Linked DNA regions of Mus musculus: region 1 is linked to region 2. A link is a contact called in public Hi-C data. All regions are on one chromosome and are shown on one strand. The core of a region is the stretch at or near the end of the contact, and the rest is flanking DNA. Distances in the headings are between cores, read along the strand shown. Region 1 has its middle 85 kb from the start of Vmn2r25. Region 2 has its middle 18 kb from the start of Necap1.

The links. A called contact is a pair of places that touch in the nucleus more often than the background predicts.
Region 1: a contact with region 2 is called in a Hi-C map of B cells, with 3 times the contacts expected there. The contact joins two enhancer-like sites. A contact is called at or near these places in 1 of 39 promoter capture datasets (hippocampal neurons), 2 of 15 datasets of contacts at CTCF or cohesin (large pre-B cells and pro-B cells), 2 of 484 Hi-C or Micro-C datasets (B cells and cortical neurons) and 1 of 9 other capture datasets (embryonic stem cells).

The regions. Positions count from the first base shown.
Region 1 is chr6:123,936,618-123,939,486 of GRCm38.p6, reverse strand. It overlaps the pseudogene LOC100417034. Among named protein-coding and RNA genes, the nearest start is that of Vmn2r25, 85 kb to the right of the region's middle. Within about 2 kb of position 1,331, at least 6 of the 459 cell types and tissues checked have an H3K27ac peak or open chromatin away from gene starts, as enhancers often do. A contact at or near this core is called in B cells, where this site is marked.
Region 2 is chr6:122,891,236-122,894,060 of GRCm38.p6, reverse strand. No RefSeq gene overlaps it. Among named protein-coding and RNA genes, the nearest start is that of Necap1, 18 kb to the right of the region's middle. Within about 2 kb of position 1,435, at least 6 of the 459 cell types and tissues checked have an H3K27ac peak or open chromatin away from gene starts, as enhancers often do. A contact at or near this core is called in B cells, where this site is marked.

The DNA of each region.
Region 1 (2,869 bases), core at 82-2,581, 1.0 Mb before region 2:
CCAGACATTATTAGCACATGTTGGCAATGTTTTTTTTTTTTTTCAATAGAAAAAATCAACAAGGACCCACATATTCTATCCAATATGTCCCTGGGATTCAATCTCTTCAATGTTGACTTTATTGAGACAAAGGCCATGGAAAGGTCTATGGCTTTGCTCTCAGGAGAGAGCCCCCCAATTCCTAACTATACCTGCAGGCCTAGGGAGACTGACAAGCTGGTCTCAGTGATAGGAGGCATTTCAACATCAATATCCACTCAGATCTCCTGGGTTTTAAGTCTCTATAACATCCCACAGGTACACAAAGAATAATAGTTCTTTAGGCTAAAACATAGTGACATAGTAATAAATGCTAGTTAACCCAGGTATTGCTTATTGATGAGGGATGGGACTGCTCAGTAATTTACTATTTTGTTATCATTTTTCCTCTGAAGAATAATTGATTCATACGATGAAATAATGTTTATAAAATAAATTTAATTTTAAAATCTTTAAAATTGAAAAAAAGTAATGACAGCCTGTATGCTTACTACTCCAAGAAAATCTCTTGTTATTTACCATCACTAATTCTGTCTTTTTTAAATGTAGTTTTAGAACATTACAAAGTATGAAGAATATAATAATTCTACTCATGTATCTTCACCGTGAAGACTGTGAACATATTCCTGATTATTTTATTTAATCATCTCAGATTGCCACATAACATTTATTTTTGCAGAGCACCACGGGTCAGACTTACTCTGGCTGGCCCTTTGGCCCATTTGTAATTTTTCTTGTTGAGAAGGAAGTTTTTATTTTTGTCTTTGTTTAAAAATCTTTCTGTTGATCTGTAATGATTTTTATAAAGAATGCAAGAAAGGTAGCATTTATCAGCCAGTGCATCTTAATTAGTAATAAACTTGACAAGGGTTACTTAGAAATGTTTTAGTTTGCAAATAATAGAGATCCAGTGCTTCATGTTTCCTACTATACTCAGGGAAGTAACTCAAATCTTAGTAAAATGTGTTATACTGCCATGATGATTCATTTTTTAAATTCTTACCTATTTGTTTATTTTTTGGGATAGGTTCTCACTATGCCATCTTGTGTGGTCTTGAACTTCCTATGTAGCCTAGGATCGCCTCACAGAGACCCTCCTTCCTTTGCTCCCCCAGGGATGGGAATAAAGGCATGCACCACCATGCCCAAACAGATTTCTATTGTTATGAGATTTTGTGAATGTACTTTTAAAAAATTGATTATTGTAATTATTTACATTTCAAATGATGTTCCCCTTCACAGTCTCACTTCCCCAAATCCTCATTCTCTCCCCACTCCCTCAACTTTGACTCTAAGAGGTACTTCCCCAACAGCCCACCAAGTCCTCCCTCACCACTCTAGCATCTCCCTTTGCTGTGGCAGCAAACATGCTCCGAAGTAAGCACATCGCCTCCCTTTGGTGCCAGATAAGGCAGTCCTCTGCTTCATGTGTAGCAGGAGCTATAAACCCATCCATGTATACTCTTTGGTGAGTGGTTTAACCCATAGGATCTCTGAGGGTCCAGGTAGTTGATACTGTGTTTCCTATGAGGTTGCAATCACTTTCATCTTCTTCAGTCCTTCCCCTAGCTTTTCTATTGGAGACCCTGGGTGGGCTCAGTACCATGGTTTGCTGTGAGTATCTGCATCTATCTTAGTCAGATGCTGGCAGTGCATCTCAGGGGACAGCCATACTAACTCTTGTCTGCAAGCATTTCGTGGCATCAGCAACAGTGTCAGGCTATGGTGTCTGTGATTATGATGGATCCCAAGGTGGGCAGTCTCTGCCTGGCCTTTCTTTTAGTCTCTGCTTCATTTTTGTCCCCATGTTTCCTTTAGGCAGGAACAATTCTGAGTTAAGAATTTTAGATGGATGAGTGGACACATCTCTCACCTGGTTGCCATGCCAATATCCTGGAGGTGGTTTCTTCAGATTCTTTCTCCCATCTGTTGGGTATTGAGGCTAATGTCATCTCAGTTGTGTCCTTGGAGCCTCTCACATCCCTGGCATCTAGGACATTCTGGTGGCTCCTCCCATCCAGCTTTTCTCTACTGAGGAGTATTCTGATTTAACAATAAACACTTATCAGTAAATAAACACTTATCAATAAACACTTATCAGTGAGTGTATACCACGTATTTTTGGGGGGTCTGAGTTAACACACTCAGGATGACATTTTCTGGTTCTATTCAATTGCCTGCAAAATTTATGAAATCATCATTTTTAATAGATGAGTAGTGTTCCATGTTCTAATTGTACCACATTTTCTGTATTCATTCTTGTCTTAAGAGATTTCAGGGTTCTTTCCAGCTTCTGTCTATTATAAATAAGGTTTCAAGGAACATAGTGGAGCACATATTCTTGATATATGTCGGAGCATCCTTTGGATATGTGCCCAGTAATAGCTGCATCTTTAGGAATTTTATTTCTTATTTTAAATATGTTACTTTTGACATATGCTTATTTTGATATTTATAATGAATACAATTATTTATAAGAAATATGTATATAATTGTACTTGGCACATTTTTGTCACAGATTCATTTACATTTCAAATGTTGCCACCATTCCCAGTCTCCCATCTAGAGTTTTTAATCCAATCCAATCCCATTTTCCTCTGAGAGGATGCTCCTCCCTTCCACTTCTCACAATATAGCCCAGAATCCTCCTTTCCAGTGGCATTCAGTCTACAGGATTAGGCAAAACATCTCCTGGGGAGGAAAGACAAGGCAGTTCTCCGCTACAAATGTGCTGGGGAGCCACAGCTTATCCCATGTATGCTCTTTGGTTGATGGCTTATTCTGGGAGCTTCCAAGGATCCAGATTATCTGATATTGTTGGTCTTTTTTA
Region 2 (2,825 bases), core at 186-2,685:
TGATCTGCAGAGTCCACCGCCACACAGCAGCCCGTCATATTAGGCACATATGTAAAGGTGCATTTTTGCTTCTCTGTGCTTAGATATCCTCATCTGTGAAATGCAGATGGCCACACAACGCCTTAGAGGCTCCGTGATACATCTCTCTCTGAGATATAAAACAGAGCTAATGCAGAGCCAAGGGTCTAATGACCCAAGAGAGAGACAGCAGGGCTGCACTTGGTTTGGGGTTTCTGACTCTCTGAAGGGCATTATATATAATACAAAGGCTACAGAGGAGGCTACTTGGAATCACAGAACCAAGAGTGTGGGCCTCACGGTTGACTCAGTCTCCCCATGCTTGTCCTATGCTCGCTCTCTCTCCCCAGCGTCGTCTACTCTCCATTTCTACCTTACTTAATGGCTCCTCCACTCCACACCCTAGAGGGTACCTATCTCAGGTATAGGACAGTGCCATGCCCTAACACTCACCATCCATTTCCTAGCCTGGATAAGACCACACATGGTCAACGCTAGGTGCACGCATGGGGGCAGGAGTGGGCGGCAGGGTTAGTAGCAGAGGTGCGCACTTATGTGGAGCCTTCACATTCCAGATCCTCATCCGTGCACTTCAGTTATTTCAGTTGGTGGAGAGACCTACAGAAACTAATCACAGTCTCTTTGACTAGTCGTCACTTTACAGTCACAGCAACTCTATCACGTCCTAGGGCCCTCATTTTGCCTACCAGGGAGCTGAAACAAACTTGAATAATTTGTCTGGAAGCCAGTGACAGGAAAATTTTTATATAAAGGCTATAATAGCTCATCCCAAATCCATGATCCTGGCCACTAACAATCTACTACACATGATCTGTGACAGGTCATTAGTAAGCATATCCCCCATCAAATGTTTACTTAAGGAATAAAGTCTGAAACTGCCATTCTGGTCCTTATTTTCAATCTGATTAGGCATCTGTTACTTCTACACTCCCAGCAAACTCTGGCTTGGGTAAAAGCTCTAACTCTGGGTAAATGGCCCCAGGCAGCCAAGTGTGGTGGTGTACACCTGGCAGGTAAATCAAGGCCAGCCTGCTCTACAGATTGAGTTCCAGGACAGCCAGGGCTGCAAAAAGAAACCCTGTCTCTAAAAACAAAACAAAACAGAACAAGCTTGGTGGTGGTGGCACACTTAAGGGCAGAAGCAGGCTAATCAGTGTGAGTTCAGAGCCAGCCTAGTCTACATAGTGAGTACCAGGATAGCCAGTGCTATGTAGAGATATTCTGTCTTAAAACACACACACACTCACAAACAAACTAATAAACAAACAAAAAAGACCTCAGATGATCTTTGTGTCTTTCTTTCTGGAGTCCCCTTCATTAGCAAGTCTAAGAAACAAGTCCTACAATTGTCCCGAATGCTAGAGACCAATTGCTAGGGAGATGGCCCCCTCTAGTGGTCACACAGTGACAGGCACGGCCAGATGTAACATCCATAAGAAGTGTTGCTATGACTTCTCTTTCTGGCTATAGCATAGCATCAGAAAATACAAGAAAAAAAAAAAAAAAACTAAAAAGCAAACAAAAAACACTAAGTAGTATGTCTTTTTTACAACACCTCTGAGAATGTGATATTGTTATTAGATGAATGAGACAAAACATGAGCTCACAATGGACAGTCATTTTACTTCTGGCTCAAATGCAAACAAAACAAGCTCACTCCAGTTTTATAATTATGTTCTGTCCTCATCTTGTATCTTTTAAAAGGAAATTAGGAAAGGGAGGAGAAAGAGAGGGAATGAGGGAGGGAGGGAGGGAGGGAGGGAGGGGAAGGCACACAAGCCTATATAGATCCCAGGCTTCAAGCAACAAGTAGCAGGACATGGTGGAACAAACCTTTAATCCCAGGCTTTAATCCTCAAACTTTTACGAATTTGAGGTCAGCTTGGTCTACATAGTGAGTTTCACAACAGCCAAGACTATTTATAGAGACCCTGTCTCAAAAACAAACTAACAAACAAAAGCAACAAAGTAAATAAACATCACCCTCTTCTCTCCAATCTTGTCATCTCAGGGCCGGGGACATGGCTCAGTAGGTCAGAGCACCGGCTGTACAGCATGAATGTGGATCACCAACATCCACGGAGAAAAGCAAGGCACTCACCTACATCCGCAGCATGGAGGAGAAAGGAGACAGAGGATGGTTGGGACTGCTCATGTTCATGCCCCACGTTCACTGACAGACCCTGTCTCAAGGGAATAAGCCTGAGTGTGGCAGAGCAGGGTACCCCAAATCTTCCTTTGGCCTCTGTGCTCTCATACACAAGCACACACACACACACATGTAACAACAGGCCCTCAGACCTTAGCACAACTGACTCCATGATGGAAGCACCATTCAGGCCTTGGAACCCAGCACACGGGCAGCACCACCTGCCAAAATAAAAACAAAGACCGAATCCTTCAAAGTCCATAGTTCTGGGAAAGTCTCTAGATGTACTAACCTCGCTTTTCGGCTCCTGTAGTTCCATTTCTGGCTAGCTGTTCGTGGTAACTGTAGTATGTCAACCCAGAATGTGTTCTTATTCTGAACATCCAGTGTAGTTACCAGCTGGCTAATAAAAGACTTTCTGTTGGCTTAAACCCATGTCTTAAGTGAGTAGTCTTCGATGAATGCTCCCAACACAGAGGCATACATCACATGTCAAAAAGAATATTATTTTAGTCAAAGTTGTTTTTTTTTTTTAACGGCTGGAAAGATAGCTCAGCAGCTAAGAGTGCCCACTGCCTTTACAGAACCTGAGATTACCCATGTCAGGGAAGTCACAAGAACCTGCAACTCCAACTCC